Regions from separate parts of the Arachis hypogaea genome. Here region 2 is linked to region 1. A link is a contact called in public Hi-C data. All regions are on one chromosome and are shown on one strand. Each heading gives the region's core, a stretch centred on a gene start, on an enhancer-like site or on the middle of the called end of the contact. The rest is flanking DNA. Distances are from core to core; before and after follow the strand shown. Region 1 has its middle 9.7 kb from the start of LOC112704435. Region 2 holds the start of LOC112701625 (terpene synthase 10-like).

What was found. A called contact is a pair of places that touch in the nucleus more often than the background predicts.
Region 2: a contact with region 1 is called in a Hi-C map of leaf, with 1.9 times the contacts expected there. The contact joins the promoter of LOC112701625 here to the enhancer-like site in region 1. A contact is called at or near these places in 2 of 8 Hi-C or Micro-C datasets (leaf and an unstated tissue).

What each region holds. Positions count from the first base shown.
Region 1 is chr7:76,972,952-76,977,496 of arahy.Tifrunner.gnm2.J5K5, forward strand. No RefSeq gene overlaps it. Among protein-coding and RNA genes, the nearest start is that of LOC112704435, 9.7 kb to the left of the region's middle. Within about 2 kb of position 2,625, at least 1 of the 3 cell types and tissues checked has open chromatin away from gene starts, as enhancers often do.
Region 2 is chr7:77,018,221-77,022,765 of arahy.Tifrunner.gnm2.J5K5, forward strand. It overlaps LOC112701625 (terpene synthase 10-like), which reads left to right and starts at 2,317. Exons shown (of 6, transcript XM_025752365.2): 1 at 2,317-2,335; 2 at 2,422-2,800; 3 at 3,418-3,636; 4 at 3,733-3,874; 5 at 4,292-4,540. The coding sequence starts at 2,317.

The sequences.
Region 1 (4,545 bases), core at 1,375-3,874:
TTCGATATCTAAGAATGAGCACAAAAGTTCAAAACAGCGAATGATGGCCAACTATTCGGATGAAGTTGGGAAGAAGCGCATCCAGTATGAGTTAAGACGTTCACTTGGAAATCAGAAAAGAGAAGTCGGACTTCAACTCAAAAAAACAGAGTCTCATACATCCATAACCAGTCAGGGATATTACTAGCATGCTCATTAATATGGCACAAACGATCTGCTAGTCTAAGGACCGAAAAGATATAAAAATTGCTCAAGTCGAAATTAAAGATAATTCTGGCTTCTCGCAAGTTCTCAAGCCCCTCTTCAAGCTTACTGTTTATATGAGGAACTGGGTAGGTCGGGGCCTCGGACGACTAGCGGTACCACCACGTTCACGAGCTGCTATAACCTTTTTTCCTTGGCATCTCGGAAAAAATCTACAAGGGCACCACCACTATGTTACTCAGGATTGGAAAACTCTAAAATCTACCCATGAAGTTAAAAAATTCACCATAGTTCTGGAAAATCCAGAAAGGTGTTGGTAGAATAGGGCAAAATGAAATGTAAAAATCATTGCTATCGAGTTAGGAAAACCTAAGATAGTGGTACCCCTACTATATTAACTTAATCAAACGTGGCAAATGTAAAAACCAAAATCACATAAAGAAATACATGGAGCAATAACTAGAATCATGGAAGAAATGAATGGGGCAATGAAGAAAAGCGTAATGCAAAACCCAAAAGTAAGAAACACTAACAAATTGGTTCAAAAAGAAGGAAGGAGGCAAAAAGAACCTTAGAACCTTACCAAAATTTGCAAAGTGTTTCGCGTAGAAAAATAGTTACAGAAAGCTAGCCTTTCTTCTTTGAAATGGTAGCAAAAAGAAGGAAGGGAAAGAAGAACGAAAGAGAGAAGCCTCCTTGAAGAGAGGAAATGTTTTGAAAAGTAAAGTTAGAGTAAAGATTGTTTAATTAGAAATTAATGTGACATTGATTGATAGAGAGAGAATTCATAAATAGCCTGACGTTTCGTAAACCAAGAAAAGTTACAATCACACAAAGAAGGTTAAAGGAAACTAAACAGTTTCCTTAGAATTTTGGCGCCTAAGAAATTAAGGACTCACTTAGATCTGACCTCATAAACTCGGATACTCTTGACAAAATCATAAAGTCAAGGGACTCAAGTTGGGGTACTGTTCTAGACAAATTATGATATATGAAATAACAACTAAATGTAGGGGTGAGAGCACGGGTCGGGTTGGTTCAGGTTTAAGGTGAAATTAGAACCGAACCAATTTTGTAATTGGTTTGGTTTGGTTTGGATTTGTGCTTTTTGTGTGTACCGAACCAAACCAAACCGATTAAAAATGGATTGGTTCGTTTCGGATAATTGGGTACCCGATAAAACAGAAATTCATAAAAAAAAGCAAAATCTTTATCTTAAAAATTCTGTAAGTACAACAAACATGTAACATTAATAGAAATAATCCAAACATGTTAAACACCAAATACATTAAAAATTAAACGCATTAAAATCCAAACATATTAATCACTAAAGACATTAAAATCCAAACATATTAAAAGGCATATATATTTTTTAAATTTTTTTTATTTAATTAATATATGGTCGGGTCTACGGATTGATTCGGGTTCCGCATATCAGAATTGTTACCCGTTGGTTTCAGAACCAATTTAATTGGTTCGATTCAAATTCAGACGGGTAATCGAATATCCGCAACCCCTGCTCACCCCTAACTAAGCAACCCCTGCTCACCCCTAACTAAATGAGAATCTGGGATTATAAGATAACGTCAAGTACAACATAATAGCTACACTACCAAGTCATGAAACAACCAAATCATGGCATTAAGAGCATGTTATAAAGGCAATAAATGTCCAAAAAAAAAAAACGGTCATTCCGAATTAAAGGGATAAAAGGAGAAGGAATTCAATAAGTAAACTCTGAATCATAAAACATCTAAACACATTGTTAACTTAAGTATTAGAGTGTCTTGCAAGTTGTCTCTCTCTTTTCAACCTGATTCTATTTTCACCGAAGTTAGAACTCATCAGTTCGTGATCTTTACATTTGGTTTGACCAGTATTATTTTAAATTTTATTAGTTTTTAATATATAATTTTTATTTTATCAAAGAAAAATTTTAAAATATTCAATAAATATTTGTTTAATAATATTATATAAAGAATTTACAAATTACAATTTTTAAAATTTTAATCTTTTAAATTAAATTTCAAGTAATTATATTTTTTCGTTTTATATTTAAAAAATTTGATAATTTCTCATCATTTTAATTTTTTGTCTGTAATTTGTAATAAACTTTTTAATAACACGTAGAACCTGCTGGACAGCAAGGACTCTGACGTAAGAGTCTTTACATCATTGCGTGCAAAATAAATAGAAAGAATTTTAAGTGTATCAAAAATATTTATGATCCAATTATTTTAATTATTAATTTGAATTATAAAAAATATATAATATATATTAATTAAAATTAATGGATAAAACAATTGAAACATCGGTATTTTTGGTACACTTAAAATTTTTTCAAATGAATAATCATGTAATTAATAATCATGCATGTTGTGGTCAATGTAGCGGTGCCAGAACCAGAAAGCATCTTATCTTCGCATGAATTATTTGCCGAATGTCGTGGTCACAACCAGGCAACGAGCCCACATGTCACATGTGAATGGATTTTATTTAATTTCTCCACGTTATTTTTTATATTAAAAGTGATTGATAACAAAATAAGAGAAGATAAAAACTTCTTTTATAACATAAAAAAGATGTACAAGAAAAAAATATATAAAAAGTGGCATAAATATTATTTTTATTTCAGCGTGAAAATAAGAAGAGTGGATACTTTAAATTAATCTTTAATAATCTTATATTGGAAAAAACTCTGATGAAAAATATTTAGTTAATAGATATATTATATTTCATAAGATTAAACAAATTAATTAATAAAGTAAATAAATATACTAGTTTTTTATCTTTAAAATTTTAAATGATTTAATCTTTCAACTGTGTTATTTTAATTTTTGTAGAAAAATTTAAAAATTATTTATTATTTTATTTCTAAACATGATAGAGACTAATTTATTATTTTATTTCATCATGTCTCCAATATTGTACAAAATCAAAGACTAAATTGTTGAATGCGTTTTGTTTAAGACAAATATTTCCAATACAAAAATTGAGATCAATCTAGAGATTTATTATATTACTGAAATAAGAATTTTTTGGCATCAGAAAAGAAAGACAGTAGCTTGTATTATGTAACACTTTAGAAAAATAGAAATACGCACAAATAAAAATAATAGTTGCATCTCATATGGATCTTATTTTAATTTATAATATGAAAATGACTTAAATAAGTTTATAACTATTATAAAATATATAACTTATTTTTAGTCTAACCAAATTTTTGAAATTGTGTATTTTTAATTAGCACATACATTATTGAAAATTATAACAACTTATAATATAAAATAAAAAACTTAAATTGTGAAAAATTACGACGATTCTAAATTATAATAAAATGATGATAGGGAATCACTACAAGAAATTCGTGAAATAGCAACCAAAATTCGTTCCAAAAAACCGTTCATTATATTCAACGTACGTGTTCCATTCAATATGCACTTTGGTTGAATGCAAAAGCATCCCCCGTCGTTATGCCATTAATTATATATCTGAACAAGATGCATGAATCCTATTTATTATTATAAATATTATATCACCAATAATATTGTTGAATCCCTACACTAAAAAATAATTTTAGTGACAATAATATTATGATTATTATTTTGTGACAATTTTAATTTATTATTATTATTATTATTATTATTATTATTATTATTATTATTATTATTATTTTATGTGTCATAAGCTATAGGACTTTCATAATTATTGAAAAATTGCCGCTAAATATTTTTTAGTGACAAAATATATAGCAACTAATGTCTAATTACCGGTAATGTATTAACGATTATTTTTATTATAATTAAAAATTGCATAAATTGTCACTAAAATGATTTTTCTCGTAGAGAATAATTTCAACTATCTTATGGATTAGAAAGGACATTGATTGAAGTACTCAACAACCCAAAGCAAGGCTACATCAAACGTCAAAAGAAAAATAATTTCTCTCTGAAACTAAAAATAATCATTTTAACATCAAAATATTCTTTAGATCACAAGCACCTACTAAGAAAGCATTTTTAAGTTTTAATTTCAAAAGTGATAAAATTTTCATTTCCTTTTTAATTTTTTTTTCATTTTGGATGAGGCAAATTCATTTGTAAAAACTTGGCTTATCAAATAATACTAGAGCCTATATATAATTTCCTATTTTTAATTTTTTACCTTTTTAAAAAGTATAATAATTTTATTTTATTATTTTCATTATTATTACTTTTTTAAAAGAAAATAAACAACACTTTTTCAGTCCACACCCTTTGTGTCTTCGACGAATTTGTCCTCATGATTCGCCAGTAACTATTAGGATAATGTTGCTTGTGATGTTGATATCATTAATTTTTT
Region 2 (4,545 bases), core at 1,067-3,566, 45 kb after region 1:
AGGAGACAAAAAAAAATTAGTCAAAACTTATCTTATTTAACATTTATTAATTATCGTAATAATTAATAAATATTAAATAAAGTAAGTTATGACTGTTTTTGGCAAAATTTTTTTTGTTACCAAACATATCCGTTATAATAAAAAGTCATGGAGACAATAACAAATTAGAAATGAGTCTAAAACATATTAAGATTATCTCTTTTTATATTTTTTAGTTATTATTTATTTTATTTTATATTTTTTAAATATTATTAAAATAATTATGTAATATTAAATATAATAAGTATATGTAATTGTTTTACATGTGGTAAACATTGCAATTTTCACTTTCTAAGTCATTTTACATGGCATCAAAGATTTTTTACTAAAATATATAAAGTTCAACTCTTGTTAACAAATGGTAATATGTACGAGTTTCTTACATGAAATTTATAGGAGTTTCTTACATGAAACATTTATTATATATGTCACACTTTATTAGGAGTTTTTAATTATGTTAATGATGGGCTAATATTGAGTGATTCAAATAAAACGTTTGGGACACAATAGAATAAAAAATAGTTTGAGACAAGATTACTATATACTCCTAATAACATTTGGAATATAAGTAATAGTTTACCCTGTATTTTTTATATATTTTTTCATAATATCTTCCTCACATTTCTCTGTATAGTTATCAATTTTTTCAAAAGTTGTCACATTTCCCTTTTAAACTACCACATTTTTCCTCAAAATTTTTAATATTTCTAAATAAAAAGGGCATGCATAAATCTTTAAATATAAATGGTAACAAAAGATCTAGAGATTAGAAATGAATTGTTTTCGGAGAATAATTAACAATATTTTTTCTTTTAAATTTTTTTTTCTCTTATTCTTCTCATTTATTACTTTATTGAGTAATTATTAGTTAAAGAAAGAGTTAATAGTCAAAATCCTGAAAGATATCCAATTTTCATTTTCGTCTTCAAAAGATAAAATTAATCGAATTTGTCCCCCAAAAATTCTACCTGATTACGTTCGTCCTTTCGTCATCTCCTTTGTTGAGTTGGCAAAAATCTGCTAACGTATATTATTAACTACCAACATGGCAGACAATCAAAACGACGCAATTTTGGTATAAGGCTCTCCTAACCTTGAAACATCACCGTTTAGTCTTCAGAAGAGAGATTCAAATGTTGCAAAGCCTTACCCCATCATCATCTCCTTTTTTTTCTTTCGTGAAAATTCAAACCTTATCCAACCCTTTTCTTTTCCATTTCCAATTTCATTTCAAATTGACCTCGCCTTCACGCACCTTCCATTAGATCCCCAAATTCCCATCTCGCAAAATCTCCACTTTTTCCCTATTTAAAGGAAACCATCAACCATGCTCGATCCAATGACTTTTTGAATTCCTTGCTTTCTCTCGAAGCTCTCCTTCATCTATCTTTGGATTTTAAATTCTCTCACTTGGGTCGATGAATAACATGCCACAATAGTATTCGAAAGTTAAAAGGTGTTTTTTTTTTTCATTTTTGGGTTTAACTCTATGTTTGAAGAGGGCAGAGAGAAAGGGAGTGACTGGCTGGTTAATGGAAATGGGTCCGAAATTGGAAGGACCGTCTACCCCAATAAATCGACGTGACCCATATGAGGTGTTGTTTGTGTCAAGGGACTCTTCTGATCAAGAAATTAAAATTGCTTATAGAAAGATAACTCTGAAGTACGTTTGAATCTCTCTTCTAAAGACTAAACGGCCACGTTTTAAGGTTAGGAGAGCCTTGTACCAAAACTGCGTCGTTTTGATTGTCTGTCATATTGGCAGTTAACGATACACGTCAGTAGACGTTTGCCAACTCAGTGAAAGAGATGACAGAAAAACGAACGTGATCAAGTAGGATATCTTTGGGGGACGAATTCGATTAATTTTCTCTTTTGAAGACGAAAATGAAAATCAAAATATCTTTTAGGAACGATTTTAACTATTAACTCGTTAAAGAAAAGTTAATTTATTAGTAAAACAGGTAAAAGAATAAGTGTATATATAGCAAGCTCTTTGCAATAGCATACATAGTTGTACAAGCTTATGCGGAAAAAAATATCAAATGACTCATCTATATAAAATATATAATAAAATATAAAATATATTAAAAATAAATTAAATAATACATATATTTATATACAAATATAAAATAATTAATTTAGTAATTAATTTTTAATATATACATAATATTTTTATAATAAATAGTACCAGTGTTAATTTGTGGTCCACAAAATTATGGCTTATAGGTGTTGCTTTACATCGGCTATATATAATTTTCTTTTAGTTTTAACTTTATGAAATCCAATTACGACGGTACATACAAAAGATATTTAAAAGCAAGTATGTAACTATATAAGTATTAACCTTAATTAAATTACTTTTTCTTTTTATTGTTGTAGATGTGTTTGATTTCTATCTCAAAGAAACAAACAATTTCAACGAACATCAATCTTCAATTAGCATCGATGGAATTTTATCACTATATGAAGCCTCATTTCATTTAGTAGAAGAAGAAACTATATTAGATGATGCAAAAAAATATAGTTCAAAGATTCTCAAAGAATATGTAAAAAGAAATGATGGTAGCTATATATCCCTCTTAATCAATCATTCATTGGAGTATCCATTACATTGGAGGGTGACAAGATGGGAGGCCCATTGGTTCATCAACACATATGAAAAAAGTCACAATTTGAATCCTACATTTCTTCAGTTTGCTAAATTAGATTTCAACATTGTTCAAAGCATTCACCAAGAAGAGTTGAAGGATATGTCAAGGTAATAACAAGATATCATGAATTTAGAAAAACACATGAATACTATTTTATTTATATTTCTATTATTATATATTTTTTTAAAATAGTTATTATTTGTTATCATATATAAAATTTTAAAAGTTAGGGATCAATTTGTCATTTTCTCTTAATTAAAAAAGAGACAAATAGATCCTTGACCTTTTGATTCGTAAACATTTAAATTTACGAAGATTTAAAAATATATTTAAGTCGCTGCCTTTTTAAAATCTAGACATTGATCTCTAGATCTTATGTTCATTTGGGTCTGTCAGGCTTAACAGAAAAATCAAACGTGATTCCCATTGTACTGACCTGGTTGATACGGATGCACACAGACAGTGAGAAAGTTTTTAAAATTGGAAAAATTAAACTTAGGGATTGATATGTCTAGATTTTGAAGAAGTCAGGGACTTAAATATTTTTTTAATTCCTTAGGGACTTAAATATCTGCAAACTGAAAAGTCAGAGATCGATTTATCATTTTTTCTTAATTTTATTATTTCTCAAGTATAAATTATGATCATTATTTGAAATTAGTTTAACAATTGGTATATGATATTGTGTACTAACCCTAATTATTTTTTATTGTATCTTAATTAGGTGGTGGAAAAAAACCTACTTAGCAGAGAAGTTAAGTTTTGCAAGAGATAGGTTGATGGAAAACTTCTTTTGGACCGTGGGAATAAATTTTAATCCAGAATTTGGTTTTTTTAGAAGAGCTATAACAAAGGTCAATTGCTTCATAAATACAATAGATGATATGTATGAGACCTTTGGCACTTTAGAAGATTTAGAGCTATTTACCAAAGCTATTGAAAAGTAAGCATTATTATTGTTATTATTTTTGCTATATGATATTTATTTATCTTATACAAAATTCTTATTAATTCATAAATTTTCGTTCATGAATTCTAGATGGGATCTAAGTTTTGGTATGGACAATCTTCCATACTACATGAAAATTTGCTTCCTTGCACTCAATAACTTTGTTAATGAAGTAGCTTTCGAAAGCCTACAAAATAATGAAGTTTATATTGTTCCTTTTCTTAGAAAATCGGTAAGTAATTATTTAATTTTTGCACAGTAATTATCTAATCCAATTGCTGAATCGCCTATATTATCTTAACTATTATTAGGCATATGTAATAATTTCATAAAATTTGAACATTATCAATAGGATTGTAACCCAATATTTTAAAACCAAATCCTCTATCAAAATAAAGTTTTATGATGAAATAGCAAATTAGTTTCAAGTTTTATTAAAATTTATACCATTTATTTATATGGCGAAATTTCTTAATTCGACGGTTGGATTAGGGAAATTCAACATCTATTAAATGAAAAAAAGCTCGATAAATAATTATGACATACATAACTTCTAGTCTTCTATTTTGCAAGTTCTTAATTAAAATCTACTTAATATCATTTTGAACTCACTTTTTCAATTTTTTTCCGCTTTTAATTTTTTTTTCAGTGGGCAGATTTATGTAAGGCATATTTTGTTGAGGCAAAGTGGTACTATAGTGGTTATATACCAACTCTTGAAGAGTACTTGGAGAATGGTTGGAGATCTTCAGGCTCACATGTTATTTTCCTTCATGCTTATTTCACAATTCCAAATGTATTAAAAATGGAGCAATTGGATTCCTTAAAAGAATATCCCAACATATTTCGTCTTGCATCAATATTTTGCCGCCTTGTTAATGACCTTGGTACATATAAGGTACG